2 separate regions of the Mus musculus genome follow, and region 2 is linked to region 1. The links are chromatin contacts, called in public HiChIP or PLAC-seq maps. All regions are on one chromosome and are shown on one strand. The core of a region is the stretch at or near the end of the contact, and the rest is flanking DNA. Distances in the headings are between cores, read along the strand shown.

Region 1 (2,733 bases), core at 168-2,667:
GGGTAGACCAGTGTTGTCCCCAGAGTCTACTGTAACTAGAACACAGCTCATACCTCAAACCAGTCATGCCTGGTCCTCTCAAGGACTGTCACTGATGCTGTTAGGCTGCTGAGCCCAGGTCCCATAGCAAACCTAGCCCCTGTTGTCCTCGGGTGCCCTTGAGGGGCTGGGCTAGGGCCGGGTGGCTAAGTCTCCCACTAGGCATCTATAAGTTCCAGGCCTCTCCTAATGCTTGGATTCTATTCCCAGTCACATCCCCTCCTCCACAACCTTCAGAAATAGCAGGAAGCTGAGGAGAGAGAATTCTAACCCAGCTTGTCCTAGCCCTGGCCAGGCCTGTCTGAAGGGCTTAGGGTTGCCAGCCACTGTTTCTGGGCGCCAGGTTTCTCCAACAGGGTCAGAACTGGTTTAGAAGCCCTGTGTGGTCCCCTCGTGGGCGAGCTAAGGAATCAGCCTGTCTCCCTCCCTCCAGTTGCCTTGGCTGGCAGGCTGTCCCTTTTCCCTTGGTCACAGGGAAATGTGGGTCTTAGCCAGAGAAAGTGGTCTGGAACTGGCCCTTTGACATTGTCTCTGGGGGCTTTTAAAAATGAGTTTCCTGGTAAGGCAGACTCTTCCAGCCTTGGGCAGGATTCTCAGTAGAGTCTCCCGGGTTTGCTCTGATCTGACAAACTCCAGCAGAAACCACCCAGCCGCCTGCATTCCAGCAGTGCTCAGAGCCGTGGCTTCTCCCGATGCAGTGTCAGCAGAATGCAGCAATGGAAGCACAGGGGTGTCTGCTCTGAAGCTTGTGTGAAGTCCCAGGGGTGGGGCTGTACAAAGGAGCATTCTAGCTTTGTTCTGCTCAACCCCAAGCATATTTTCCTACCTTCTTTAGTAATGGTTGATGTCAAAAGTGATGCTAGTGGGATTTGTCACTGAGTCATGAGAGTGTGGGCCTATGCCTACTATTGACAAGTGGGCAGTGAGTGTCCAGGTGGTCTGCAAGCCAGTGGTCAACTCTTCTGGCTTTAAAGGCTGTTTGGACAGCTGGTTCTATACCTAAAAGGTCTGCTCTACCAATGTGTTCAAGGAGGCTCAGAGAACAAAAGACAGCCGAGGTGGGGACTGACAGAGTCCCACCAGGCCTGCCTGATATCCTAGCCTCTCTATACTCTTGACTGTGAGACTCTGGACAAGGTTCTGGCTTTTAATTGATAAGCCTTTGAAATTGACATGTCTGAGAGGTCCAGCACAAAGATTGCTCCTGGCATGGGAAGGAGACCATTGCATAGCCTGTGTATGTCCAGGCCTTCTGAGGTGAAAACTCTCACTGGAGTACCAGGTATTTGATGAAGACTATCTGGTTGTTAAAGAGAAAGTATTTGGCAGTTGGGGAAGTTGCTGAGCTAGTCTTCTGAGAGAGAAGTTTTGTGATGTAAGGCAAAGTCTGGGATAGAGGAAGTGTCATGCTGTTGGAGAGCTTATCTTCAGGATCCCCAGTGGGAGTTGATAGCTTGCCTCGGGAATCTTCCCAGAGCATGTGCCAGGGCTTAGAAGGACAGAGTGTGCAGGGGCCTGGATCCTCAATGCTTTAGGAATGAAGGATCAGGGGATCCAGTAGGGTAGTGGGCTTGCTACCCTGGGAACTGATGGGGCCAGTGACAGGAGGCACTCCAGTCAGAGGACTGAGTTTTACTCTGGAGCCTTCCTGTGCCTGTCTTGATCTCTAGGGAGCTGAAGAGGAAGTCTTTTGACCTGAAGAGAATTTTAGGCTGACTGCTATGACTGCATGGATAAACAGACAGTTTGGCCTAGCTGCTGTCAGCTCTAGAACTTCTTGTAGTAAACGTTTGAGAACTTGGTGGCCCTGGACCAAAACCCCTTGTTCATGTTGGTCCCTCAGGCTCCGGTAGCAACATGTTTGCTGGTAGATACAAATATATAAATCAGGACACGACTATGACATGGTAAATGAAGTCTGCTTCATTTCAGTACTTATTAGGTGGGATAGCTCATATTTTTAACCATTTGTTTCATACCCACAAAAACCATTTCAGAGGCATTAATAATCTTTCTTTTTCCTTTTTTCTTTTTGAAAGTCAAGTGAAGCCAAAGTTTATTTAAGAGGACAATTTTATAAGAGTTTCAAAGAAAAACCCCAGGGCAAGCAAGTTGTAAATCTCAGTAGCTGCCTGGAGGAGGAGAATGGAAAAGGAAAAACAGCCATGCAGTTTGAGTTAAACCATTGTGGAGGTCAGCCATTTGGCAGCATACAGAGCTCCATGGTGGGAAATGGGGCATTAGAGGAGTGAAGCCCAGTATGTTAAGAAAAATATGCTTAAATAAGGGAGGAGAAAAGAAGAAAGTTATGCTTCTCAAAGTAATTCAGAAAAGCTGGCAGACTTATGAAGCAGCATGGCTGTAAGGAACTACTAGACAAGTGTTCTAAGATAAAGTATTGTCCTGTCTGTACCCCACCCCCTAGTTCTGTTTTTCTTTTCTTTATCAAGACAGGGTCTTATAGCCTAAGATGGCCTTGAGCAACTGAACTACTTCTGCCTCCAAATGCTAGTATTATAGGTATGTGTCATCACACCTGGGTTTGTACAGTGTTAGGAAATGAACCCAGGACTTCGTATATGCTAGGTAAGCTTTCCGCCAGCTGACCTAAAACCTCTCTTCCATGTTTCTTTTACAAAGATTGTGCACTTGTCTAGTCTCAAGGTTATTACAATGTGGAGGTAGAAATGCAGG
Region 2 (2,750 bases), core at 25-2,524, 160 kb before region 1:
CCACGTACCAGGCGGGAGATGAAGATACCTGGAACCCGCTCCAGGCCCTGGGGAGCCACGCGAACACTCATGCCATCTCGAATGTAGAAGCCCAGGGGACGGTCTGAACCATGTTTGTGCAGCCTCACTCGTCGGTGGGTCTCAGGTAGTAGGTCCACATCTATAACTGAAGACACCTGGCGGAAATCTTGGGGCAAGCTGATTAACAAGGGTGGCCTGGTGCGCAGAGGTGCCACTGGTCGTAGCAGGAGCCCTTTCTTGCGCCTTTGTAGAGAGTTGGAGGCAAAAGCCAGGCCACTCGAGTCACCTTCTGCTGCAGGAGAGGGGGGGGGACTAAGATTAGAGACTTCTCCCAATTGGGCCTGTGATAGGGACAATGTCAACTGTTTTCCTGCTACTTGGAGGTCAGACCAAGGGCAGAGGCTACAGAACATAAAGCCTGGGGGCCCTGGGTATGATCTACCCTGATATACCTGTCCTATCACCCTAACCCAAGAAAGCTGCCCACTGTACCCCATCCTCACCCCGTTTCTGAACCAAGAGGCGCAGAGGTGGGGGCCCGCTGGCCAGGGCCCGGTGCAAACTGTCATCGTTGGTGAGGGGCAGCAAGTCACCGTGAGCATCCGTATAGCCAAGCAGGACGTCCAGGCCAGGGATCTGGTGTACCACACACAGCAATCGCGAGAACTCCTGAAAGCCTCTCACCGAAGTGCGGGGTAGTGCAAAGCGTCGGAACTCGGCGTCAAACTGGAGGCGGGAGGGAAAGGGAACGGAGTGTCAGGACATCCCAAGCCCCTTTCTCACCACAGCACTGAGGCTGTCAGGAGAGGGAAAGGTTGCTGGAACAGCTGCAGCCTTAGGCTTAAACCTCAGCTCCAGTACAAGGGACACTGTCCAAGGTCTTTCCCTTGCTCTCCACATACCCAGGCCACAGAGGGACTCTGGAAGTCCGTAGTGGGAGGGAGGATGCGATGAGGGGAGGCAGACAGAAAAGCAGAATAGGACGGAGGATGGAGGACAGAAAGAGGTGATGGAGAGCCAAGGAACTAATAAGGGAGAGAAAGGGAATTAGGAGCCCTAGCGCAGTGGCTAGAGCCGAGACCAGAGAAGCCCTTACTTTGCTCTTCACCTCGACGATGCTATCGGGACTGCGCGCCGGAGTCCTCTGCGGCCTGGCCATTGCAGGGCCTGGCGGGCGGGGGACAGTGCCCCACAGCAGCCCGCCGAGGCGCAGGTGCACAGCCCGGCCCGCTGGCCCGAGCCGCCCCGCCCCTGGCGGTAGCACTCGCCCCGCCCTCCCACCCAAACCATGACGTCAAGGGGGACGCGACACCGAGAAACGTGGAGTCTACGTTTCCTAGGAAACGGAGACGGAGGCAGAGAGGGCTTTCTCTGTTCTTACGTCATTACGCTATGGTTCGAGCGTCCCAAAAAGGACTCGACCAATCCGAAGGCAGAATGAGGGAACAAACATTTATTAAGTTGTCCGTGCTGTCATTTTCATTTTGTAAAGGAAACTACGGCAACATTTTAGGAAAATTCTGGAGGTCTTACACAGAGCCAAAGTGGCTTCAGGCCCCATTCTCTGCTGCAGCCTCCTAACCTGGATCGCTCTCATCCAATCTAGTCCTTGCCTTTTCCTTTCCGGCTCTAGAGTTGTACTGAGGAACAGCTCACGGGCTCAGAGAGATGCCCCGGTAAGAATAAACTGTCATCAGCCAGCAGCTAGGTCAGTCAGCAGGACCCGGGAAGAGCTTGCGCAGGCGCAGAACCGCGAGGGGGGCGGAGTCTCAAACTTAGGATCCGCCTGGCGGTCACGTGCTTCCTCTCCCGCTAGAGGCGGAGCGGCGGTGCTCGCGGGAAGACCCTTTCCTGGGGGTCGCCCAGGGTGCCGCCCTGCTAATGTCCGATTCAGGGTTGCTGGCCCTACAGCCCTGGATTCGAGAGCTGATCCTAGGTTCAGAAACACTGTCAAGTCCACGAACCGGGCAGCTGCTCAAGGTAAGCAGGTCGCTCAGATCCCAGAGACCCGGGTAGAGAAGGCGGGAGTGAATTGACACTAGCCACTACTGTTGTGTTAGGTACTCCAGGACTCGGAGACTCCCGGCCCTTCTTCCGCCCCTGACACACCTGACACCGGGGCCGTGTTACTTGTGTCAGACGGAACCCACAGTGTCCGATGCGTGGTGACGCGCAACGCCATCGACACCTCCGACTGGTAAGAGAAGTGCTACTTGTCAGCGGAAGGTGGGAGGCCAGCTGGCTAGTGGGGCATTGAACCTGAAGTGGGCGGGTACTGGAGAAGTGGGGAAAGCTCATTCCCCAGGCGTATGGGGGTTTGTGCCTGTGCTCTGGACAATGAGGGCTGTGCTCGCCGCAGGGAGGAGAAGGAGCTCGGATTCCGCGGGACCGAGGGCCGGCTCCTGCTACTGCAGGCCTGCGGGCTCCGCGTTCAGGTGGCTCAGGACCATGCGGTGAGTGGTAAGGCTCACTTGGGCGGGTTGGTTACTGTACCTAGCTCTTTGTCACCACTCCTGAGACACCACTCCCCAACTCCTCCAGCCTGCGGAGTTCTACCTCCAGGTGGATCGCTTTAACCTGCTGCCCACGGAGCAGCCCCGGATACAGGTGACTGGTTGGTAAGTGGTCCCTTTAAGGGAAGGGGATGTAGCTCAGTGGCAGACTACAGGCTTCGCATGGCTGAAGTCCTGAGGGCTTCAGTCTAAATCTCTCCATATTCCTCTCCCCAA

What was found. HiChIP or PLAC-seq counts read pairs in DNA pulled down with a chosen protein or histone mark.
Region 2: a contact with region 1 is called in an H3K4me3 HiChIP or PLAC-seq map of bone marrow-derived macrophages, with 2.0 times the contacts expected there. The contact joins the promoter of Pard6a here to the enhancer-like site in region 1. A contact is called at or near these places in 5 of 39 promoter capture datasets (the C10 cell line, the SN4741 cell line, cranial neural crest and 2 more), 4 of 115 datasets of contacts at active chromatin or transcription factors (bone marrow-derived macrophages, embryonic limb bud, embryonic stem cells and 1 more) and 3 of 9 other capture datasets (adipose tissue, liver and pancreatic islet).

Annotation. Positions count from the first base shown.
Region 1 is chr8:105,542,720-105,545,452 of GRCm38.p6, reverse strand. The region is part of intron 1 of Atp6v0d1 (ATPase, H+ transporting, lysosomal V0 subunit D1); the gene reads left to right. Among named protein-coding and RNA genes, the nearest start is that of Atp6v0d1, 22 kb to the left of the region's middle. Within about 2 kb of position 1,417, at least 87 of the 459 cell types and tissues checked have an H3K27ac peak or open chromatin away from gene starts, as enhancers often do. A contact at or near this core is called in adipose tissue, bone marrow-derived macrophages and liver, where this site is marked.
Region 2 is chr8:105,700,171-105,702,920 of GRCm38.p6, reverse strand. Pard6a (par-6 family cell polarity regulator alpha) reads right to left here and starts at 1,274. Exons shown (of 3, transcript NM_019695.3): 1 at 1,118-1,274; 2 at 525-747; 3 at 1-313. The coding sequence starts at 1,180. Acd (adrenocortical dysplasia) reads left to right here and starts at 1,693. Exons shown (of 11, transcript NM_001012638.2): 1 at 1,693-2,001; 2 at 2,082-2,218; 3 at 2,381-2,474; 4 at 2,563-2,639. The coding sequence starts at 1,903.